Regions from separate parts of the Gossypium hirsutum genome. Here region 1 is linked to region 2. The links are chromatin contacts, called in public Hi-C maps. All regions are on one chromosome and are shown on one strand. The core of a region is the stretch at or near the end of the contact, and the rest is flanking DNA. Distances in the headings are between cores, read along the strand shown. Region 1 has its middle 6.6 kb from the start of LOC107892815. Region 2 holds the start of LOC107890484 (SNF1-related protein kinase catalytic subunit alpha KIN10).

Evidence for each region. A called contact is a pair of places that touch in the nucleus more often than the background predicts.
Region 1: a Hi-C map of leaf shows a contact between it and region 2, with 2.1 times the contacts expected there. The contact joins the enhancer-like site here to the promoter of LOC107890484 in region 2. A contact is called at or near these places in 6 of 34 Hi-C or Micro-C datasets (callus, leaf and petal).

The regions. Positions count from the first base shown.
Region 1 is chrD09:3,025,028-3,027,871 of Gossypium_hirsutum_v2.1, reverse strand. No RefSeq gene overlaps it. Among protein-coding and RNA genes, the nearest start is that of LOC107892815, 6.6 kb to the right of the region's middle. Within about 2 kb of position 1,416, at least 9 of the 9 cell types and tissues checked have an H3K27ac peak or open chromatin away from gene starts, as enhancers often do. A contact at or near this core is called in leaf, where this site is marked.
Region 2 is chrD09:2,942,691-2,945,390 of Gossypium_hirsutum_v2.1, reverse strand. LOC107890484 (SNF1-related protein kinase catalytic subunit alpha KIN10) reads right to left here and starts at 1,356. Exons shown (of 11, transcript XM_016814935.2): 1 at 1,202-1,356; 2 at 919-1,118; 3 at 1-163. The coding sequence starts at 1,099.

The DNA of each region.
Region 1 (2,844 bases), core at 167-2,666, 82 kb before region 2:
CTACAAAATAAAGACATTCATAATGTAAAGATCAGATGAAATTGTGAAATTATTGTTCCCTAATGGCAGACTAAATAAGGCACCATGAAGGGAAAAAAATCAAACCAAATGATCAAACTGTATAATATATTAGATAATTTTTAGGTCATAATAAGAAATTACATGCATACAAGTAATACAAAAATAAAGAGCAGCCAATGCACTAATTCCTTCTTTTTGCAAAGATATTAACTAACAATAACCAAGATCAAACAAGGTTCAACTACATGAGAAACAGAAAATAGTATATGTATATGTTTCTTATAGAATACATAAAATATTTGTTTCCCAGTTATAGCTTTTTTGGTCATGGTCGTAGAAAACAAACCTGTCCCGATCACGAGGAACAATGTTCAAGATAGCATATGGACATATTTCTTATATAATATGTAAAATGTTTGTTTTCCCCCACATACCTTTTTGGTCATGGTTGTAGAAAACAAATACGTGTACCTATCCCGAGGAATAACATTCAAAATATCGTTAGTGCTTTTTCAAAATCCTTATTCAGCAACCTATCTGCCCCATCTAGGACTTATTAAATAAATAAAAATATTATTTCAACAATATATACATAACTAACAATCAACAAGAAATGCAAGTCACAAGGTAGGTAGTTTAATACTCACTTACTCCAATTATATCAAGCAACAACTAACATGGATACCTTGAGACATTGGCATTCATATCATGAAGGTGGAAATTAACAAAGTAGAATTTGGCAGTTCAACGATGGAAAATTTATTTAACAGAACTTGTAAGAAATCTAATACAATAGATTTATCAAATTTAAAAGACAAAGGGATGCCTCAATAAAAAGTGTGGAAAAAGAATAAAAAAAAACTTTTATAAAATAAGACTTAGTCATTGTCTTTCAAACTAAAATGTGACCATGAATATTAAATAAAAAAAGGGAATTTGAGAAAATAAAAGGCAGGAGTAGAAAAGATTCTTACAAAATATTTTAACATACGAAGAGAAAAACCTTTAGCATTGGTAAGGTAATCCACAAGGCGTCCAGGAGTTCCAACCCATAGGATAAATACCAATTGTTTATAAAAAAGGATATTCAAATGTATTCTGTGTTCTGAGATACCTATTTCCAGATCAATTGTTTATGTGTGTCCTAAAAATTGATAGTAACTTAGAAACCAGCTAGATACCCCTTGCCCTAATTCTCTGCAAGTGTATCATAAAGAAACTATACCTTGCTAACCTAGATGACATCAATATCATACAAGGGAAATTCATTCATATAGTGCAGTCGACCAATATATCAATATTAAAGAAGAAGACTATGATGGCCACATATCAAGCATAAGTATACTAGATGCCATGTAGCGTAATCTCTATCACTACATCTTAGAAAATAAGAGCATGTTTGGTTAGGGGAATAGGAATGCATTCCTCCCCAATTCAACGGGCCCACCACCAAACGCTGATTAGGGATTCCATTCCCTATTCTTTTTTTCTTTTTCATTTTTTGCCCTCAAGCTTCAACAATCTTCTCCTACGTTTCCCTTCCATTGATTCACCAGGTAATTTTTTTTCCTTCTTTATGATTTTTTCTTCTTACGTTTGGGTACTTAAAACCGATTTATGCCCTCAGCTTCATCTTCTCCTATGTTTCTTTTTTTTTTTTTATCAGGAACGAAAAAATGTTTTTTCACTCTTTACTTAAAATCGATTTCTTGGGTTAGGGCAGGGAAGATCATTTTTTCTTTTCTTTCTACTCCTAACTCTACAACAGCTTGACAGGTGAGTACCAGTTTCAAAGCAGCTCGCACTTCCTTGTTCATTTTACAGGTTGGTTTTGCTTCTCCTCAAATCTGCAATATTTGTTATATTATGCACCAAAATAAACCTCATTCACTTACCTGGTCTTGATCTGAATCTTTTGTTTTCCTAATTTTGATTCTTTTTAAAGTATTTCATATGATTTCCATTGGGCTTTTCTTTGACTGATTTTATTGTATGTTTGATTGAACAGATGAAAAGTTTTTGAAGGTGGTTCTCTTCTTGTTCTTTGATTGTTTTCCGAATGGCTTCTGATTTCGACTAGTTAAGTTCTGTTTATTTGCATTTCTTGAAATTTTCTAATGATAACATTGTGGGTTTAAATATTAAGAGGATGTTAACATTGTGGGTTCTAATGATATATTCACTTTTTTAACATCTTCTATGTTCTGGTGCTTTGATGTCCATATGTTTTAACATCTTCTATACTTTTCTGTATTGATTGTTTTGTTTTGTTTTTTGTTTTTAAAGATATTTTAGATTGTTATTTGATACAGATTTTACTCATGTAAATATGAAATGAAACAAAAGAGATCAATAATTTTAATAGATTTAGAGCAAGGGACGCATACACTTGTGTTAATTTTTCTGGAAAAAGTAGATATTTTTTTATTTCTCCAAGTAAAGCCGGTAGTAGAAACTTAATAGAATAATGCTGCTGTTACTAGCAGCATTCAGGTGATAAACAAACAACCTGATTCATTTTCAAACTACATAGCTGGGAAGATTACTAGCTACATATAACAGGCAGAAACACAATACAAAACTGCTTATTTGTTTTGGTTGGTAATGCAGGCTTCTACTCTCACTTAACCCTTCATTAGTACTCTATCCAAATTGCTTACTAAATCATTGATACAATTTTTCAATAGTTTGAGTTGTTGGACAGTCCATTCATCCAAAACCTCATATTTTGCTACAGACTTGGCATCCATGGTTTTTTCAGATTGAAACCTTGCTCCCCTTTGGTGGTGTATTACCAAACTTCCAGTGTAATTGACTAAATCT
Region 2 (2,700 bases), core at 107-2,606:
TCGTCCTCTTGCAACCTTCCTTTCTCCACAATATAATCAAAGAGTTCTCCGGACTTCACATATTCCATAACCACAAAGATATCCGTCGCTGTCTCTATGACCTCGTACAGTCGTATGATGTGAGGGTGCATAAACAATCTCAAAATCTTAATCTCCCTTCTAACTGCACCAAATATTAAGCCTTTCTGTTTCAATAATTCTATAAAATTTGACTACAACATGCAAGACTCATGAAAGCAAAACACGATTAAGATTCAAGAAAGCTACCAAAAGTCCTCTTTTTGTATTAAGGAATTATTCCCATTTTAACAGAAATAAAGCACCAAGAGATTTGATCATTCAAAGTAACGAATCGTCAGAACCAAGACAGTTTATAATGTTTTAATTGATTACCTTTTCCGATAGCAAGATAACATGTAGCAAAAACAATAATCAAACAGAACCTAAGAAATCAAATCCTTCAAAATAACAAACTTAAGAAAACCATTCAAAAATTAATATGAGAAATCTAATTTATAATCAGTAAATTAAAATTGTTCTTGGTTGAGTGAAATAGTGAAAAGAGAGGAGAGTGGAGAAGTATTTCAAATCTTAATGTACAAAAATAATTCATTTCGAATCACCTTTCGGGCAAAAAAAAATTCATTTCAAATTATTTGTTCTTCTCATTCTTCTATCTGTCGTAGCACAGCAAAAATATTTTTTTTCTTTCTATTTTCTCCCCTCCAACTTTTCATCTTTCCAAATTTCTTTCAACTTTACCAAACAAAGCATTAAGGTCACGAATATTGTTATTCTAATAAATTACTATATCATTAATGCTCAAACTTTTTTCTTACTTCAACAACTAAAATAAAACATAAAATTCAATTCTAAAAAAATTAAAAAAATATTTCAAATTTGTTTCAAAAAAAGTACCTTTTTCCTCCATCTCCATATTCTTAATCTTTCTCCGATTAAGAATCTTAATAGCAACTTTATAACCAGTCGAAGAATGTTCAGCAATTTTAACCTTTCCAAACGACCCAATTCCAAGCGTTTTTCCAAGCTTGTAATTCGATAATACATTATCCGCTCCTCTTCCTCCCGATCCATCCATTTTTTTTCCTTTTTCTTAACTAAAAACCAAATAAAAAATATAAAAATAAAAATCAACTAAATCAAAACTGCTAAAAATGAAAAATATTAAGTGTAAGGCTACCTGATTCGATCGGAACTGCCTGCCTTAGGTTTTCTTTTGACGGAGAATCCAATCGGAGGAACAAGCGAACGAGCGAGCGAGAGTTTTTTCTTATTGGTTAAAATTCTGACTTTTTTTCTTCTTCTTCTTTTGCCCTTAGGCTTTGATAGAATAACAGTGATATTCCCCAACTTTTTGTCGTTTTGTTCGAATTCTGAGAGAGAAAAGTACCTAGGAAGTCCTTGTCTTATAAGGATTATATCAAATTAGTCCTTCTATTAATAAATGGGTCGATTTAACCCCTATACTATTAAGAGAATCAAACAAATCCAAATTATAATAGATCTAATATTTACTATATAAAAAATATCTTGAAATTTATGTTTTCAATTGCAATTCAATTCTAAACAAAATATTAACTTTAAAAATATTAACTCTATTAAACAGTAAATAATTTTTTAAAAATTAGTAAATGTTAACTCTATTTCAATTTGGTCTTTTTTTATTCTCTTTAATAGTAATAGTAGAGGAATTAATTTGATCAAGTCCCTATAATAGAGGGACTTCTTAGATATATTCACCGATTTTTTATGCACATTTTTAGAGAATTTTAGATTTGATTAATTTTAGGTTTTGCTAAAATATTGTGAATTTTAAAAGTAATTCTTAGAATTTACTGTTAAAATATTTTAATATTTAAATGAATTTGAATATAGAAATATTATAAATTTAAAAGAATACATATCATATTTCAATTTTTTTTGAAAAATAATAAACAATTTAAGAATTTATAAACAAGATAAACTCAGATACTAAAATAAAATTACAAAAAACTCTCATATATAATTAATCTTTAGATTCGAATGTTGATGTTTTTTTAAAAAATTATATATTTACTTAAAAGAAAGAGAATATATCAACAAAGAGAATAAATGGGTAGATAAGAAGTAAAAATAAAATATTTAAAGAATAATATAATATTAAAAATAAAAAAATTTATTATATGTCTACACGCGTGGGAACCACGTATTTATAATGTAAATGTGTATTTGAAAATGACATATAATAAATAATAAAATGTATGGTTTAAAACTAATTAATAATAACAATTGAAATATGTATGATATTAAAATGAAAAAATAGATTAAATTTAAACACATAGATTAAATGAGTACAATTATTTATCACGGTGTTTTCATCAATCTAGAGTTGCTGTCAACTTATCTTGTGAAATCAATTTAATTAATATTATTAATATATACAACTGATGAAGGTAAAAATTATAAAAATGTATAAAAAAATATTAAAATGTTTTTATTAATTTTTGTTAAAGTAAAAGACTAAAGTACCCTCAACTTATTTTAATTATAAAAAAATATTTTCGTAATTTGGCCTCACGATGCCTATGATTAACCGTAGTGACCCAGCCTTCCTCAATAAGCTTCCAATAATCGTGGAGAAGATCACTAAAATGGCGAGTGTGCATGTATGGACGTTGGAGAAGATGAACCACCAGCAGA